2 separate regions of the Mus musculus genome follow, and region 1 is linked to region 2. Evidence: chromatin contacts called from public promoter capture Hi-C data. All regions are on one chromosome and are shown on one strand. The core of a region is the stretch at or near the end of the contact, and the rest is flanking DNA. Distances in the headings are between cores, read along the strand shown. Region 1 has its middle 43 kb from the start of 4930511E03Rik. Region 2 holds the start of Lrig1 (leucine-rich repeats and immunoglobulin-like domains 1).

Region 1 (4,685 bases), core at 783-3,282, 290 kb after region 2:
CCATAGACTGCCTCTAGATGTTACAGGCTATTGCCTTGCTCTTAATTGTCTCCAGATGGTAAGACTCTGTTGCAGATGCCATACACTTTAGTCATAGAATGTTGGGAAATCAAAGTGGTACTGACCTGGAAGCTTCCTCTCTACTGACTGCATGTCACAGTGCTGGAAGGTGCCGTGTAAACTACTGAGGGAGAAAACAAACCATCTGTGAGCCCTGTGAGCTCTAATAACAACTGGCCTGGCAGGGCAGGCTCACTGGGGCAATACTGGCATGGATGTCGTGGGAGCAATCAATCGTTTTCTGATTATAGTAAAGGCCTACTCCACAAGATGTGACTCATGCTCAGCAGCATCAATGGGGCCAAGAACCTATCAGCTTGCTAAGTCATAGGCTCTAGAAGAGAACCTAATATTATTATGCTGCTAAATGGATATAGCAGCAAACTAGTCTTCTCTTCATGTCATGGACTAGTGCATCTCCCAAGCCTCATCAGAGAAGCTTATGTTTTGCAGAGACCCTCGACTAGTCAATGCTCAGAAAATAATGACCCACGTGTGTTAAATAGCACATCTATATAATACCTCTTCCTCCCAGGGCTTTAGGGCTCACTACAGAAGAGGGAGCAGAGAGATAGTACAAAGCAGAGGTAGTTGATAAATACAGAGAAACTGTGTCGTTTTGGACATGACAGGGCAGCTGCACACAGGAACAGTGGCTATGACTATATGTGCAAGATAAAGCCAGACAAAATCCTAAGCATGGGTGGGGATGAAGTCACAAACTGAGGGCTTAGGGAACGTGGGCCCTGAGAGAATGCCCATGTCCAGTAGATGGCCTTATACCCATGCACATAGTGGCAGCACTAGGAGACTCCATGAGTTTAAAAAAAAAAAAAAAGCACATGAAATTGGGACAGAGTAGTGCTGGTGGAGATGGAGGAGAAATTGGAAAGATAAAATAAGAAAAAGAAAGAAGAAGGTTGATGGCAGTTAGACAGCCAAGGTGTTGTGTGAACTATTCTGAGTCTGATGGTGTATATTTGATGGTGTATATTTGATGGTGTATATTTACAGAGTGTTAACTTATTCAATTTTGCATTTCAACTTTCTATGTTTTAACTTAGGCTTAAGAGTTTGAAAGAATGTATCATACCCAAGCCTGAAAACATCCAGTTTATGAAAATGCAAACACAAATGGTTGTCCTTCAGTTCAGGACTCCCCATAGATTCCAACGGCTACAGAGGCACAGTATCAAAACGTATTTGCATGCAGCCTACCAACATTCTCCCCCACACTTTCAATCATCTGTAGATCATACAGAATACTTATTGCCATGCCAATGATATATAAATAGTTGCCATATTGTCCCATTTAGGAAAAAAATGATGTTACAGCTTGACTATGAAGTGCCCCCATAGACTCATATTTCAAACACTTGTTCCCCAGATGCTAGAACTATTTTGGGAGGTTCTGGAAACTTTAGGAGGTGTGACAGGGTTGCAGGAAGTAGGTCATTGGAAGCATTCTTTTGAGGCTAGAACAGGTCCTGGTCTCTTCCTAGTCCTCTGTTTCCTGCCACCCTAAGGTGAGCAGCCTGCAATACATGCTCCCAATGCTATGGTATCCTTGTTTCAGCACAGGCCTGCAAATGGCAGAGAAAGAGACTATGGGATATAATCTCTAAACCCTTGACAAAAAAAATCATCTCTGCTTTAAGTTGCTTATGTCAAATGTTTGCCATAGTGCCAAGAAGACTAACAACAAATGACAAGACAAAATAGGCTACATATTTCTAGCATGGCAGCAGTTTGATTGTAAAGACACAAAATCACAGATAACACAGCCTACTGCACACTTTCACATGCTCTGTATTAGACACAAGACAGTAATGAGCTGTGTTGATCGTGGGGTTGCCTAAGCGATACAGAAGTTGTTCAAGGATGATTTTTCTTACTGTTTAAAAGATCGTTTAGAAGAGTCCATAAGTGTGCTGTCTGCAACTCTGCAGTCATTCTCAATGACAACACTGCCCTCTAGTGTTCTCTTCTTTCTAGAACGAAGAGACAGTCTAGCAGTGTGTGCATACTCAGATGCATTGGTTTCAGGGACCACCACCAGCAATGTTTGTTACCTATCTGCCTGGAAGTGAACTCTAGTGATTCAAACCTGCCTCTTTCAACAGCTGCTCAAGCCAAGTCAGTTCTTCTGAAAGGACATTTACTAGGTATGCACAGACCAGAACACTGTGGGACTAAGACTGCAAAATAAGGGCTGAGATATCACCAGTCAAAGCAAGATGTAGAGGCAAACCTCCACGTCTGTTTGATGCCTTTATAATACTATTTCTGGAAAGTGTACCATTGTGGACTATCTTACTCATGGACTGGTCTCCCCTCTTCTCCCTGGAAAAAAATGATTTTCAAAAGTACAATTTCCAAAAGACAACACACATGATAGTTTTTCATTAAGATGGTCAGATGCACCTTAAAGCAAGCATCAAGTATTTGCAACAGCAGGGAGTGGCATATTGCACCCATTAACCATCACCCCAAGACCAGTTACCATCTACCACCCATATGCTGACAATCCAACTCGATCTGAATTTCCATCTTTTACTTTTTGAGACGCACTGACGAAAATGATACTTTATCAGTTTCATTTCATATTTTAAACATTGGCATCATTTCCCTCATACAAGTTCTTTGGAAAGAGAAGCTGGCAACATCCGCCAGCCCTGTTACTAGCAAAGTTGGTATTCTCAGAGTAAATTTCTCTTCATTGGATAATTTCTATTAATTGCATGCTATGTGGCAAAGGAGGGGGGAGGAGAAAGAGAGGTGAAGAGGGAGAAATTTCCTCTTGGTCACCCTGCAGTGATCTCCTTGGGAACGAAATAATAAGTAGAACTATCAAGGAGAAAGCACAAAGGCCCTTCTGCAGTGGGTGGTCACTATCGTTAATTCTTCATTGTATTTCTCACTAACCTAAAGCTCCTGTGAACTATTAAATTACTATGGGGATTTCCTCTGGGCTTCTGGCCCCAGCTGGTCTCAGGATGTTCTCAGCAACAGGCAGCTTGGGTCGTGTTCTCTGAACACCTGTCACCTGCTCCACACAGTAATCTAAATAGAATGTGCATACAAAGGGCCTTTTATCAATTATGCAATGATCAGCTTGGCTCGGGCTGAGCATCTGTGTGGCCCCCCCTTAGAATGTGTTGAATGTTCCCCAAACAGGCGGCATCAAAACACGGAGGGCAAGAAGGGGCATGAAGATAAGGTTGCTAGCTCATTCTTCCAGCTTCAGTCAGAAGAGCCTGAGCACACGGCGCTTGATCGGTGGGTGGAGGGAGATGTCTGTGGGAGGCTCAAGGCATGGGGTTTTGGGCAAAGCACAGTTAGCTGAGCTCCCCAGAAAGGAGGAGAGACTGGGTGGCTTCATAATTTCCAAGAGCATTGTGTTTAAAACAGTCTTTGTTTCTACATCAGTTGCCAGATGTCTTCAAGACTAAATTAGGGAGCTAGGGAGATGATCCTATCAGGAAAGTATTCACCATGCAAGGATGAGGGTCTAAGTTTGATCCCAAGAACCCATGTAAAAAGCCAGGCAAGGCAGTATGTATGATCCTGAAATTCCAGGGCTGGGGAGGCAGAGACAAGAGGGACCCTCAGGTCCGTTGGATAGTCAGCCTCATTGAATCTATGAGCTTCTGGATCAGTTAAAAATTCTGTTTTAAAGAATAAACTAGAAGGTGATTGAGGAAGACATCTGATGTCTATCTCTGGCCTCCATATGAATTTCACATTCATGGCATGAACACACATACACACACTCACACTCACAGACACACACACACACAGTCTATACTGAAAATGTTGGCAAGGCTATGATGAAAAGTTGCACTTAGTCTGCTGATGTAAAAGTTTCTGTGAGCTTTTAAGGAAGAGCAATTTAGGGGTGGCATCTAGAATCCTCATAACATACATCTAACATGAAGTAGAATGTTAGGGACCAATCTGGTTATTGCTCATTACTTTCTATGGGTAAGATACTTTAATGAAGCCCTACCAACAGATCCACTCCTATAAAAGTGAAAAAGATGACTTGATCACAGGGACTTTAGAGAGAGATCTCAGTTACTAATCTAGCCAACTCCATCTTGTTTCTGACTTCGTTTTGTTTTTTTCCCTTTCTTCTATGCAATGGTTGTCTTAGTCAGGGTTTCTATTCCTGCACAAACATCATGACCAAGAAGCAAGTTGGGGAGGAAAGGGTTTATTCGGCTTACACTTCCATGCTGCTGTTCATCACCAAAGGAAGTCAGGACTGGAACTCAAGCAGGTCAGGGAGCAGGAGCTGATGCAGAGGCCATGGAGGGATGTTCTTTACTGGCTTGCCTCAGCCTGCTCTCTTATAGAACCCAAGACAACCAGCCCAGAGATGGTCCCACCCACAAGGGGCCTTGCCGCCTTGATCACTAATTGAGAAAATGCCTTACAGCTGGATCTCATGGAGGCACATCCCCAACTGAAGCTCCTTTCTCTGTGATAACTCCAGCTGTGTCAAGTTGACACAAAACTAGCCAATACAACTGACCCCTTGTCAACTTGACACACAAACACATCACTAGTAAGCCTCAACCCTTACATTCTTATTCATCCCCAAGGTCTAAATAACTTTAAAT
Region 2 (4,718 bases), core at 1,973-4,472:
GCAGGCTGCAGTAAATCTACTTCATAGGCTTATAAACTAGCTCAAAGCATTTTCTAGACACAATGACCTTAAAAGGTGTAAATGCAGTGAAAATACAAGATACTTTATTGTATTACATACGGAGACTTTCTCCACTGCTATCCTGCCAAAAAGTAAAAGCAATGGTTTAAAAGGAAAGTGCTGGTATTGGAGATACGGTTCAGAAGTAGCTGAGCTTGCCCAGCCTCGCGTGCTGCAGCCCTTGGGTGCAACCCTCAATACCAGTGGGGGGAAATATGTTGAGAAACATGAAGGTTAGGAGACAATTCACACTTGATTTCACTTTAAGCAGAAATAAAATAAACTCGTGAGTATTCTTCAAAGGCCCGTGTGTGTGTGTGTGTGTGTGTGTGTGTGTGTGTGTGTGTGCGCGTGCGTGCGTGCGCGCACATGCCACATACTAACCCAGAAACCAAACTGCTTGAATATTAAAACTAATCCATTAAAACCATCTTCAGTAGAGGCCTATCTCCTGAAGCCCAGAACACTCAGTCTGGTATTTACTGATCACTAAATTGTGTGAGTAAGAGAGACTACAATTTTAAAGGTATTTATGCTGTGTGAATTGTCACTTGTAGGCAACTGAAAGCCTAAAAATGACCAGCAAGTTCTGCTCCAAGGAAGGGCAAGCCAAGGTAGGTCTTGTGACAAAAAGAAAGTACAAATAAGAGCACTCTGTCCTCTCCAGGAAGTGTGGCTTGGGAACGGAGAGCCTTCCTCAGAACACCCCTGACACATGGCTTTGCAAGTCTTCCAACAAGTGAACACTTGAGAACATTCTCTGACTCTACCCACATAGTTCTATTATTTAATAATAATAATAATATTCCATCTTAAGTATGCAAAAAAAACCCCAAAATGTCCCCAAACTGCCTCAGTTATTAATAGATAAAAATCTTAGCAGAGAGCAATAGTGTGTCTACCTCCCAGTAACTGACAGAGCCACTGTTCAGCCCCACTCTAAGACCAGGCATTTTCAGTAGTGAATTCCAGAGAGGAAGCAGATACTGAAGAAGAGAAAAATCCTCAAGGCAGCAACAGTAGCAGAAGGGTCTTTGCTGGCTTCAGAACTCCCACAGCAGATTGCCCAAGTGACCAATGTGAAGACCCAAGCCCCTCACTCTAAGAATACAGTCTTCTTGTTAGAAAAGAATCAACTTCTCTCCTTCAAGACGGTCAGATACCCAGCCCCTAGTTTTCTGCAATGAAGCCACAGGTGTGAGTTAAAGCCTGTGTCATCAATTTTCGCTTTTTAAAACAGCAAATGTCATGACTGAAGCTACTGCTGTACTACTTCTGTGTCCTAGGAAAGACATTCAAAAGCTCAAATGAGACGCAGACTACTCAAGCTAGGCCTTTCTCTGGAAGGTACTAATAGTTCTAGAGATGCTAATTACTGATAGCTGAGCAAGATTCGACTCAAAGGTCTAGGTTTTTTTGGTTTTTTATTTGTTTTGTATTGTTTTTTTTAAGAATAACAATGCTATTCTACTCCACTTTGTTTACAGAAATCTAATGTTCCCAACGAACCCCAATCCCAGCAGCACAGAAGTGCACCTAAACTGACAGAGCTAGCCAGGCCCCCTGTCACCTTCTCCCATAGTAGCACTACTCCACAACTAACTTGTGCCATTTATGGAGGAGAAACTCGAGGGTAGGAGCAGACCCAGCCCCAGTGGATCAAGCCCAAGGGGACCCCAGGGAACAGACAGGAAGGGATCTGGAACACAGTTCCTGTACTTGCCAGCCATGCGGAAAAGAGCTAACAGCCACACTCAGACATCTCCAAGAACTGTCTCAAAGCTTCTCAACTCCTGGCTTCTTCAGGACAGGGTCCCTTTTGCCCTGGCCAATGCCAAGTCAAGCCACCACGATTGTCTGGTGATCAGGAGACTGCAACACATACTCACTAATACACAGTATAAATAGCATGAACCCTGGAGATGTGAGTCACTGTCATTCATTACCAACTGAAGGTAAGTTGAGGGAACTCAAGACACCTAAGGGCTGGGTTACATACAGCACAGGAGAAAAGATACAGCCATGGATCCCAATCCCAACACAGGCTCCTACACTCTGCCATTGCGTCCGTCTCACATGCACACAAATTCGCTCACCTCCACTCTACACACACACATATTTCGCGCTCCACAGCACTCTCACTCAGTTTCAAATCACAAACCGGTGGCTCACCTCCACGGCCCACACTCGCTGACTTCCAGACTTCACGAGGCACACTCGATCACCCTTACAGGATCACTCATGTCCTGCATCCTCTCCACAACACACGCTCGCCGCAAGGCAGGCTCCTCCAGAATCACGCTCACCTTCAAACCCCAGAAGCAGAGTCCTCTCTCCCGAGCTCCCACGCGTGACCTCCACTCGGCCACCCACAAGTCTCCCCAGCCCACAGAGCGCACTCCGCACCCTCTCCGGCTGAGCACACCAGCAGCCCCGTCTTAGTGACAGCGCCCGGACGAGAGGCAAAGGCGATACTCACAGGCTGCGCGTCCAGGAGGGCAGGTCCCGGGGCAGCGTCGCCAGCCCGCGCCCACTGCAGTCCAGCGAGTCCCCGGCGCAAGTGCAGGCGGCCGCGCAGGGGGCCCGCGGGCCAGCCTGGGCGCCCGCTGACTCCGGCCATTGCAGTAGCAGCAAGAGCAGCCAGAGCAGAAGGCGAGGCGCAAGGCGCGGGGCTCCGAGCACTCCCGGACCGGGCCGCGCCATCTTGTCTGGAACGCGCCGCGAAGCCGGGGAGCGAGGGCTGCGAGGTGCGGGCGGCCGCGGGCGCGGGCTGCGCTCGGAGCTAGGCTCCGCGCCGGGACATGGACGCCCGACTCCAGTCGGCTCCGGGGCCGCGGCGCTCAGCCGGCACGCTCTGCCCGGGCCGCTTCGCAGCACCCTGCGGGGACCGCCACCCCCGCGCCCATCCGGGCCGAGCCCCGCGCGCGGCGAACTCTGTGGAGTCCCGCAGTGAGTGCCCGGCCGCCGCTGCTCGTCCTTCCCGCCGCGCTGAGAGTCGCCTTCAGAGCTCGGGCGCACGCCGAGAGCCGCCGCCTCTGAGGACTGAAAACGCTTAGCCTCGGCCTCTGCGCGTGGCGCGGGCGGGCATCTCACTGAGGGCGCTGAGCTGATGATAGCCGTGGACCCCACGCGCCTGCCCGTCCCGGAGCGGCCGGAGCGCACCGTGCCTCAGCGCTGCGAACAATCAGCGGCCAGCCGCTCCGCGGTCCAGCCCCGCGGCCCCAGGCCCCGCCCCGGCTGCTCGCCCTCACACACCCCTCCGATGGGGCCCCGGGGCGCAGATCGGCCCACGTTGGCTGCAGGGCTACAGCATTACGCCCCGCCCTGCCCGTTGCTCATTGGCTCCTGGAGCGCCTTTTTGGCGTCCTAACCCATAAGAGCGCTCGCTCCCTGAGGTCCCGCCTCCGCTCGCTTTTCCCACCCAAGGTGTGAAAGGCGGGGACGGGGCGGGGAAAAGGAGAGGCGTGCTGCCTCCTCTTAAAGGAGACTTGTAGGGTTTTGGCTACCAAGTACCAGAATCTGGAAAAGTGGCCTAAGCTTCGGTCCATTGAGCCTAGGAGAAGAGAGAAAGTTTGTAATCCACGGGTTTGGGAGCTATCTGGACCCAAGGTTTATTCTGCTCTCCTAAACTAAAAACATCATGGTGGATTTACAGCAAACGAGCACCCTTTTTCAGGTGCCTTGCAAAAGAAAAAAAAAAAAGATTTAAAACTTGCTTTCATGAGTTTCTCAGCTATTTCCTCAGAGGTGGGGCCCCCTTTCCCATCTGTGCTCCACACTCGTTCTTCTTGATATCTTTAATCCAGAAATGTGTCCTTGACTACCGAAATGACTGTGTGCTGCAGAAATTGAATCTTGAGGGCACGCCCACTTCCCCGCCCCTAGTTAGTTGAAGGATAGTTCGGGAAGTGCTCTGGACTTGGATAAAGGGGGTTGCTGTGGTGGTGTGTTTTGTTATTGAAAATCAGTGCCTTTAAAATACAATTTCCAAGAAATTATCCGTGACGTGCTCTTTATAGACAGTGAGAGAGGTGGGGGGAGGGAGAGAGGAGAGAGAGAGAGAGAGAGAGAGAGAGAGAGAGAGAGAGAGAGAGAGAGAGAGAGAACCTGTTAGTTTGGCAAACACGGATCAGAATAGATTGATAGCCGCCATGTGAAACAGTGCTTGGACATAGGCGAGCACACGCGCGCGAACACACACACACTTAATGGAGTGGGGCGGGGGGGCGGGGGGAAGAGATTAGCACTGTAATACATATCTGCCGCCTCTGGGCGGTTTGACTTGCTGATGTCCGAACTGCACACAGGGTCAGGGAAACTAAGGCGCTGGAGTCTTCTGGAAAACATTTGTTCCAGCACGGTTAAATCTAACTTAGGCTTTATAGAAAGGGAGTAGGAACGCTGTTCATCGGGAAGAAAAACACCGAACAGTTAAAGGGATTTCATTACATGTTTGACATATTCAAGAAATACGATTTGATGCTAAACGTGGCTGTCCCTCAAGTTTTGCTTTTTTTTTAAACCAAAATTGGACCTGTATTTAGTAGTCAGGTGATTGTTGCCTAGCTGTCTGTGCTTTCTGTCTCTTTCTTTCCTTGCCTTCTTTCTTCCTTCTTTTTTGATTGTTTGAGTCTCATCATGTAGCCCAGACTCCCTCA

The links. Promoter capture Hi-C pulls out the DNA fragments that hold promoters and counts their contacts.
Region 1: a promoter capture Hi-C map of the 3T3-L1 cell line shows a contact between it and region 2, with 13 times the contacts expected there. The contact joins the enhancer-like site here to the promoter of Lrig1 in region 2. A contact is called at or near these places in 16 of 39 promoter capture datasets (the 3T3-L1 cell line, 3T3-L1-derived adipocytes, the C10 cell line and 8 more), 1 of 15 datasets of contacts at CTCF or cohesin (the NIH/3T3 cell line), 12 of 484 Hi-C or Micro-C datasets (the C2C12 cell line, Sertoli cells, embryonic fibroblasts and 4 more) and 12 of 115 datasets of contacts at active chromatin or transcription factors (craniofacial prominence, embryonic forebrain, embryonic hindbrain and 8 more).

Annotation. Positions count from the first base shown.
Region 1 is chr6:94,984,514-94,989,198 of GRCm38.p6, forward strand. No RefSeq gene overlaps it. Among named protein-coding and RNA genes, the nearest start is that of 4930511E03Rik, 43 kb to the left of the region's middle. Within about 2 kb of position 2,033, at least 11 of the 459 cell types and tissues checked have an H3K27ac peak or open chromatin away from gene starts, as enhancers often do.
Region 2 is chr6:94,696,923-94,701,640 of GRCm38.p6, forward strand. Lrig1 (leucine-rich repeats and immunoglobulin-like domains 1) reads right to left here and starts at 3,223. Exons shown (of 19, transcript NM_008377.2): 1 at 2,540-3,223. The coding sequence starts at 2,763.